Regions from separate parts of the Mus musculus genome. Here region 1 is linked to region 2. Evidence: chromatin contacts called from public HiChIP or PLAC-seq data. All regions are on one chromosome and are shown on one strand. Each heading gives the region's core, a stretch centred on a gene start, on an enhancer-like site or on the middle of the called end of the contact. The rest is flanking DNA. Distances are from core to core; before and after follow the strand shown.

Evidence for each region. HiChIP or PLAC-seq counts read pairs in DNA pulled down with a chosen protein or histone mark.
Region 1: a contact with region 2 is called in an HNF4G HiChIP or PLAC-seq map of pancreatic cancer cells. The contact joins two enhancer-like sites. A contact is called at or near these places in 4 of 39 promoter capture datasets (the 3T3-L1 cell line, embryonic stem cells, hippocampal neurons and 1 more), 1 of 484 Hi-C or Micro-C datasets (embryonic stem cells), 5 of 115 datasets of contacts at active chromatin or transcription factors (the NIH/3T3 cell line, embryonic forebrain, embryonic hindbrain and 2 more) and 1 of 9 other capture datasets (adipose tissue).

Annotation. Positions count from the first base shown.
Region 1 is chr12:110,199,121-110,202,884 of GRCm38.p6, reverse strand. No RefSeq gene overlaps it. Among named protein-coding and RNA genes, the nearest start is that of Gm40575, 3.9 kb to the left of the region's middle. Within about 2 kb of position 1,739, at least 12 of the 459 cell types and tissues checked have an H3K27ac peak or open chromatin away from gene starts, as enhancers often do. A contact at or near this core is called in pancreatic cancer cells, where this site is marked.
Region 2 is chr12:109,440,724-109,444,435 of GRCm38.p6, reverse strand. No RefSeq gene overlaps it. Among named protein-coding and RNA genes, the nearest start is that of Dlk1, 11 kb to the left of the region's middle. Within about 2 kb of position 2,380, at least 73 of the 459 cell types and tissues checked have an H3K27ac peak or open chromatin away from gene starts, as enhancers often do. A contact at or near this core is called in pancreatic cancer cells, where this site is marked.

The DNA.
Region 1 (3,764 bases), core at 490-2,989, 760 kb before region 2:
GTCCCTTCCAGACTCACCAGCTTCAAGGGTTATATATACCTGTACCTTCCTCTGAGGCCCAAGGGGCCCACTCCCATTACCGAGGCTAGACTATGTACAGGATCCTGAGCTAGCCCAACCCCATATACTGCAAAGGCACTAGCCAGGCTGAAGGGCTTTGTCTGCTGCTTCTAGCTGCAGGGATCTGTAGATAGTATTGCCTGCATCCCATGCTCTCCCTGGAAGGGGCTCTGCCTACCTGGAACCACAGCTCTGGGATGTTACAGGAATGACAGCTGAGCCTCTTGAGACTCAGAGAGAGTGGTCTGTGATTCTTTTTGATCTACAGAGGAGGGAGCCAGGATGTGGTAGCACCTTGCTTGCTCATCACATTGGCCGTACACGACAGACCCGGGGCTGCACATGCCCAGGAGTCCCGCGTGTCCTCCCGAGGGCATACCTCTTTGATCTCTGAGCTCCATGCTTATTGCTCTACTGTAGTCCCCATAGCCTCTCCAACTGTCCCTGAGACTAACAGCTTATATTCCTAGGTTCTGCACGTATCTCCCTCCTGTCCTCACATATCACCTCCTCATTTCTTCCTTGCTGTCTGGTGACAGTATCTGACTGTATGAGTTTTGCCAACTGTCTAGTTTGTACCCTCCAGGAAGATGGCAGGGTACAGGCTTGCTGGCAGAACCTGGCCTGGGCCAGCCTCATAGCAGACTCTGAACCTAGCTCCTTGAAGGAAGGGTTTGTTGATATTCCCCGAGGCTGGGTTCCATGTCTGGGCACAGGACCATTCAGCTCCCTCCTATCTCCAGGTCTTTGGCTGGTCAGCATTTCAAACGATATTGTTTCATATTAAATTATTTCAAATTCCACGGACCCTGGTTTCACAATCAAATAATTTGATCTTGTTTATAAATGGAATTTTTATGTTTTTGACAGCTTCTAGCTTTGCTAGGCTGGATGGTCAGTGGAAGTTTGTCCTCCTATGCCCTCCAGTCCATCTCTGTTACCTTCCCTGGAATATCTCGGAGTCCGGGAACTGTCCCGGAGTTGGGAGGCCAGCGAGGAGGGTGAGTGTCCTTAGGCGTCCTGTGAGGAGGTGACTTTACTAGCTAGGGATCCAGTGCCCAGGGCCTTCTTGGCTTTCCTGGCCTTTTCCATCTTCTGGCTACAAGCATGAGAAACCCCACAAATAAAGGAATTAGAAATGAAGCTTGGTACCCATCGCCCCCATGGCTTATCCTTTGGCTACAGAAGCTAAAGCGCATGTCCCTAAGCCCTGTCCCAGGTGCTTATACACTCTCTCCAGGAGTTTTCCTTTCTTCTGTCATCCCTGATCACCTTAAATGTCACCAGGGACACCCAAAGCCTTGTGGGATGAAGACCTAGATGTGAAAGACGTGACCTGTGGAGGCCTGGGTTTCGTGTGTGGACCTAGGAACTGGTGGCTGTGGGTGCTGATGTAAAGACTCCAGAACACACTGGTGGCTAAGCTGTCTATGCAGCAGGTCGAGGGGCCAGGCTGAGGAAGGCTGAGTACAGACACTGGGCTGAGGAAGAACGTTTGTTGTCGAGAAGACCATACTTGGCAGAAGTTGCCAGATCCCACCTGAAACAGATAAGAATATTAAACTAGTGTAAATATTTTAACCAATGAACTGAATCTCAGGCTCTCCCTAAGAAGTCCCCTTGCCACCTGGGAGGCTGTGCTCTCTGGACGGCCAATAAAATGGTGCATTTGTACAAGGTGCTGGCTGACTCATGCACTGGGCGAGCTGGAGCCCAGGGAGAACAGGGAGGTTGCCTTGTGCCTGAGTCTCAGAAAGGTCAATCGCTAGCTGCCTGAATGAGTCACCCCCCAAGTTTTCACAACTTGGAATCCCAAGTCCCTGGTGCAAATAATTAGGAAGTGGGGGGCCTTTAGGAGGGGGTGAGCTCATGATGGTGGAGTCCCTTGGGTGGATTAGCGCCTTTATAGAAACAAAATGTCTCTGTCTTCCTTTATCTGACAGGATCTCATGTGGCCCAGGCTGGTCTCAAACTCACTATGGAGTTAAGGACAATCTTGACCATCGGACCCTTCTTCCTCTGTCTGCAGAGAGCTGGCACTCTGCAGAATGAATCCAGGGCTTGGTGTAGGCCTGGCCAGCAGTCTATCAACAGAGCGGTATCCCCAGTACGTTCTCTCTTTCTCTGCCCCTCCCTCTCCCTCCGTGTCTTGTCTGGACAGAGAGGTCAGCCAACATGTGGCAAACCAAGTTAGTCTTTTACCAGAACCAAACAGACAGGCCCCTGGATCTTAGACTTTCAGGCTTAGACATTAAGCCTTCGGTTCAGTCTCAGACACAAGGGAAAGTCTAGATGCCCTAGTGCAAAGCCGTTAGGTAGAACGGATCCCCTAGTACTGGGAGGTGGGTCTACCTTTTGCTCTCTCCAGCCTGGCAACTGATTGGTTGAGGCCCACCTATATATCTGGGAGGGAAAACTGTTCTCTGGAGCCAATCCATTCCCATTCTAAAGTCATGCTCAGATGCCCGAACAGAACTGGCCCCCAGTAACACGCGCTCTTTATCTGGCTTCCTGGCCCTGCAGACAGAAGCAGACTTGATCGTCAGAAGACATTCTAGGAGCCTCTTGTCTTTTTCCTTCCTTGCTCTTCTTTGATATATCCCAACTACAGTCCCCCCTCCTCTTCCTCCTCCTCCTTCCTCCTCCTCTCTCCCCCACACTGATCTTCCACTCTACCTCCCCTTAGAAAAGGGCAGGCCTCCCAGAAGTATCAACTAAATGTGGCACCACACGCTTCATTAAGACCAGGCACAAACCATAACACCAAGGCTGGGTGAGGCGGTCCAGCAGGCAGAAAAGGGTCCCATGGATAGACAAGAGTCAGCCACTCCAACTGTTAGGATTCCCATAAGCTCAACACCAAGCTACTCATCCATATCACATGGACAGAGGACCTAGGCAGAATCCCACAGGCAAGGAGTCTCTTTTTAAAATATTCTCTGAGTCCCACTGGGGTGATAAGAGGCATCCTGGTCTTCTGGCTGAAAGCATGGATGACCTGGATCAGCTCCATCAGCATCCCTGCTCAGAGGGTGTCTGGATGTTTCCACAAGGCAGATTGGAACTGAACTGCTGAGAGAGCACAGTGAGGACCCTAGTTCTACAGGCTTCCCCGAGGGGTCCCCAAAGCTGGTGCTAGAGGGCGGACTCAGGAAAGCTCCAGAGAGAGTCGACTGGTAAGGTCTTAGTCAATTGCTCTAGGCTCAGGTCAGGCACTTTAGTCTGAAGAATCCTCTGGGTGTTGGATGCAGGTCAAAGCTTGCCGAAACTGTTTCCCTAGGGCACCCTGAGTTCTTCCAGAGCCTGGTGTTCCTCACTGCACCGCCATGGTCTTTGTTGGCCCATATGGACTCTCATGTCTGCTCTCATATTAAATGTTGGGACCATGCGTAGCTACAGACCTTTAGCCTCTATCTCTACAGAAGCCCTTAGCCACCAAGGGCTAAGTATCCAGACTGGAGGATGCCCAGCTGATGCGCAGGCCTCGTAGAGGCCTGAGGGAAATGGAACCTTCATTTGTGTCATGTCAATGGACGTTTAAACCCAAACAGGCTAAACACACACAGTGTGGATGGTTCAGTGTGCACGCTGAGATCAGCAAATGCTGGGGCACACAGACCTGAGGTTTGTGTCCATGTGTAAGGTGCACCTGCGTGTACCAGGATGGATGGATATTTATCACAGAAAAGAAAGCAATAGATGAG
Region 2 (3,712 bases), core at 1,131-3,630:
TCTAAGCCTCATTCTGGCCATGACCTGCCTGACCCCTTTCACCACCATGATAGCAAGCAAGGATCAGAGAGGCTTTGCCGCAGAGCAGTGAAGTCTCCCTTAGCTCTCCCACAGATGAGCCAGACTTAGGAGGAAAATTAGCTTTCTCGGGGCTCCAAGCTATGAATTTAGTGCACAGTAGGTTCTCGTTAAGTTTGTGTGGAATCGAATTGCAACGTCTTATGAAAGAATCAATAGGGAAGTCCTGGGCTTGCTTGGGGAGACAGGGCCCCTCAGAAGCTGTCCTTTAAGCAAGTGAGCTTCTCTTCACTAGGAAGAGTTGCCTTCAGCCTTACATTGATTCCTCCGTAAGTTTCTTTTCAACGGCTTTTCGTTACCTCCCTGTAACGGGCCAATTATTTCCAACTGTATTTTACTCCATTCTGACTCCCAGCCTGAGGGGCAGCAACAAGACCCAACCCCTGACCTTCCCTCTCCCTCATCCTGGTGTGGCATGTGGGCGCCCCATCTCCACACTGTCTGGGTTTGCTTGGTTTGTTTTCTTGTTGACAGCATCTTTAAGATTTGGTACAGGCCAAGGAACAGGAAGCCAGCAAGGGCATGGGGGTCATGAGATGGGGGGGGGGAGCTGGAGGGGGTTGCTTTTCAGTGAATGTGAAGCCTCTGGCCTCTGATGAGCACTTTTTCAAGGAGTCTGGCCTCTGACAAAATACTCCGCTGCTGGCAGGGTGAGAGAGCACTGTGGAAAGTCTGATAACAAATCAAGTCGGCAACCTACCAGCCAAGACCTGGACCCAAGGCCTCTAGAACCAGCACCTAGGATCTAAAATGGACTCTACAGGCCAGCATCCACTTCTGGAGATCCGGGCCCAATCTCCCTGCTTGACAGCGAGAGTTAACAGACCCTGTGAGCTAAGAGGCAAGACTGGGGAGGTCTGTGTGAATCAGGGCCTCCCAGGCAGGGCTCAGCACAAGACAGATGGTTCATGCAAGATGGTGAGATCAGAGAGAGCTTATTAGAGAGACTATTTACAGCAAAGTGGGTGAGGTGAAAAAAAAAAAACAGACAGATGACAGCAGGCCCAGTTACCCTACAGGCCTAGGGGGTATCAGTACCTGGGCTGGAAACTCAAAGCTAGTAGAGAAGCTATGTGCTTCAGTGGAGGAAGCTCCAGCTCACAGGATCTGACCTCCATCCCAGGTGATGGCCAAGTTCACCAGGTCTAGACACAAAGGGTCAGGGGTGGAGGCTTTGCAAGTTAGAGAAGCCCACGGGACTTTCCTGGGTTTTGTGTTATTCCTAAGTGTGCATATGTGTTCACCACATAAGAGCCTGGTGCCCAAGGAGGACAGGGAAAAAAAAAAAAGGTGTTGGATCTTGAACCACCACACGGGTGCTGGGAACTGAACCAAGAACTGCAAAAGCATCAAGTGCCCTTAACGACTGTGTTCCAGTCTCCGTTTTGGCCAAGTGTCAGCCGCTCATACGACTGGCTCCTTGCCTGGTGTCCCTAAGCACCCTTCTTCAATCCTTTTCATGAAAAAACAAACAAACAAACAAACAAACAAACAAACCAAAAAAACCCAACGGGACTCCAGACACCCAGAGAGAGTGAAGGAGGCACTCCTCGTAGGTCCCCAATGTCGTAGGGACATCGATTAAGAAAATGAAAACATAGACGCTGTGTGATTGGGACTGTAGGGAGATGCAGAAAAGGAGAGGACCAACTGTGGCCACAGGGAAAAAAGCAAAAGATGGAGACAGGTAGCCAAGGGCTCCAGGATGCAGAGACTATGCACAGTTTAATGTCTAAGTGAGTGCGTGCGTGGGAGCCTAGGCCTTCACTTAACTGTAAGAGGGACCCAAGGGTGTTTGTGGGCTGAAGAGGCTGCAGGTGATGATCCAGCACCTACATGATTAATTGAATGAGGCAAATGCAGCCTGCTCCTCTGAGAGTTTCTGGCGAGTTAGGGAGACTAGGATTTGAACCGACACTTCCACGAGCTCTTTAATTGAGTCTGCAGCATTTGCAGGGGTGAGGAGGGGCTGGGGGTGGGGGGGAACGACACGGGCAGTGAGTCAATGTACCGTGAGCCCCTTCCATCTGTCCTCTGGTGCCACTGGCAAAGAGAACAGCCATGCTGCGGAGCCCAGCCTGTTGGATACTCTCTGCCACTGGCCTTGTAGTAGGCACACTTGGGCGTTAATTGTGCTTTTAACTTTCAAAGTGGTTTCGCATTGATTTTATTTACACAGAACCTGGCGTTTGTCACGCTCTGCCTCGGAGGCTAGTGAGCCACTTTGCGCACTGGGAAGTATCCAGAGCCTCTGAAAGATCTAGCTGGTGCCCGGTTCTCATCTGTATCCTGGACACACCGTTGGGGCCCAGAGAGCATTTGTTGATTTAGTGTGTAATGTGTGGGCGGAGAGCTAGGGAGAATACTCACTCTACAGGAAAGGTATATCTCTCTTGTTGTGACCATCAAAGGGGTCTTTTTGGGGCTACCAGAGAGTCTCATCTGGTAGCTACCCCTCAGTCCCTCCCATGCCAGACAGGACCCCCTTCTAGGGACTTCTCTACAGAGTCCTGTTCCTTATCCCTGGAGTGGATCTCAGTGCTAAGAAATGGGTGGCGGGTGGGTATGTGAATGTGTTTAACCCTGCCTTCACTTCAAGGTGGGGAGGGGTTCCATCTGGCCCCAGTCCAGACCTCTTTAGCACCCAGGGGTGCCGGGCCTGGTCCCAGGCTGGTGTTCAGTTCAGGCAGAACAGAGCTGGAGCAGCTGGGAGGGGCTGTTCTGTCCCCTTCCGTGGAGCTGGCAGGTTGCCTGCCAGCTGGGCTACACACAGGCCGTGGGCAGGGATTCCCCTGGGAGGAGCTGCGGCTTTCTGGTAGTTTGGGGTGCCTGTACTTCCTCGATGCCAGTATTTTTAACTTGGCCCAGTTTTTAATAAACTGTCTGTGTGGGGAGCAGTAACCGACAGTTAAGGGATTCAACTACAACACTACTCTGAGGAAAAAAAACCTCATGACTGGTTCTGAGGCCAGGGAAGGCCTGTGCTTCCTGTGGCCACTGAAGTTGCAGAGTTGGGACAGATGGGTGGCAGGGCCAGGGAGCCAGGAACTTCGTGGCCCCTGGCAGCTGTATTAGAGACTTCTATGCTTTTCTGTAGCCCAACTTCATCCCAGACCCCGCTGCATGCCCTCCAGAGGGTCCCCTCCATATGTACTTGGCTCTGCCACACATTGGGGATCTTGCAGGGACTGTCCTGTCTCTACCTATGCCCCTAAATACCACCTGCTTGCTCATGCCTTCCATCTCCTAGTCCCATAAGACCCTTGTTCTTCCCCAATGCTTCCTTCACCAAGGACCTTGGGCAGACAGTCTGTTTGTCTATCCATCCCTATCCTCCTGTCTGGGCTGACTATGAGAAGAAGCAATGCCTCTATTCTCCCCTCATCTAAGAAGAGTGTGTGTGGGGGGGGCACAACTCTTTATTGACAGATCTTCTACCATCATGGCCAGGTCTAGACAGGATCTGTCACCTCCCTGTCCTTATCCTGCCAAGGCTACAGACACAATCCTGGCTGTTCCTTAGGGAAAATGAGACTCTCTCTTTCACTGGGGAGGTTCCTAGAGTAAAGCTACAGATTGGCCCAGAGAGCAACAGTGGGTGTTTAAATACTGCTCTTCCTCAGGCAGGATTGGG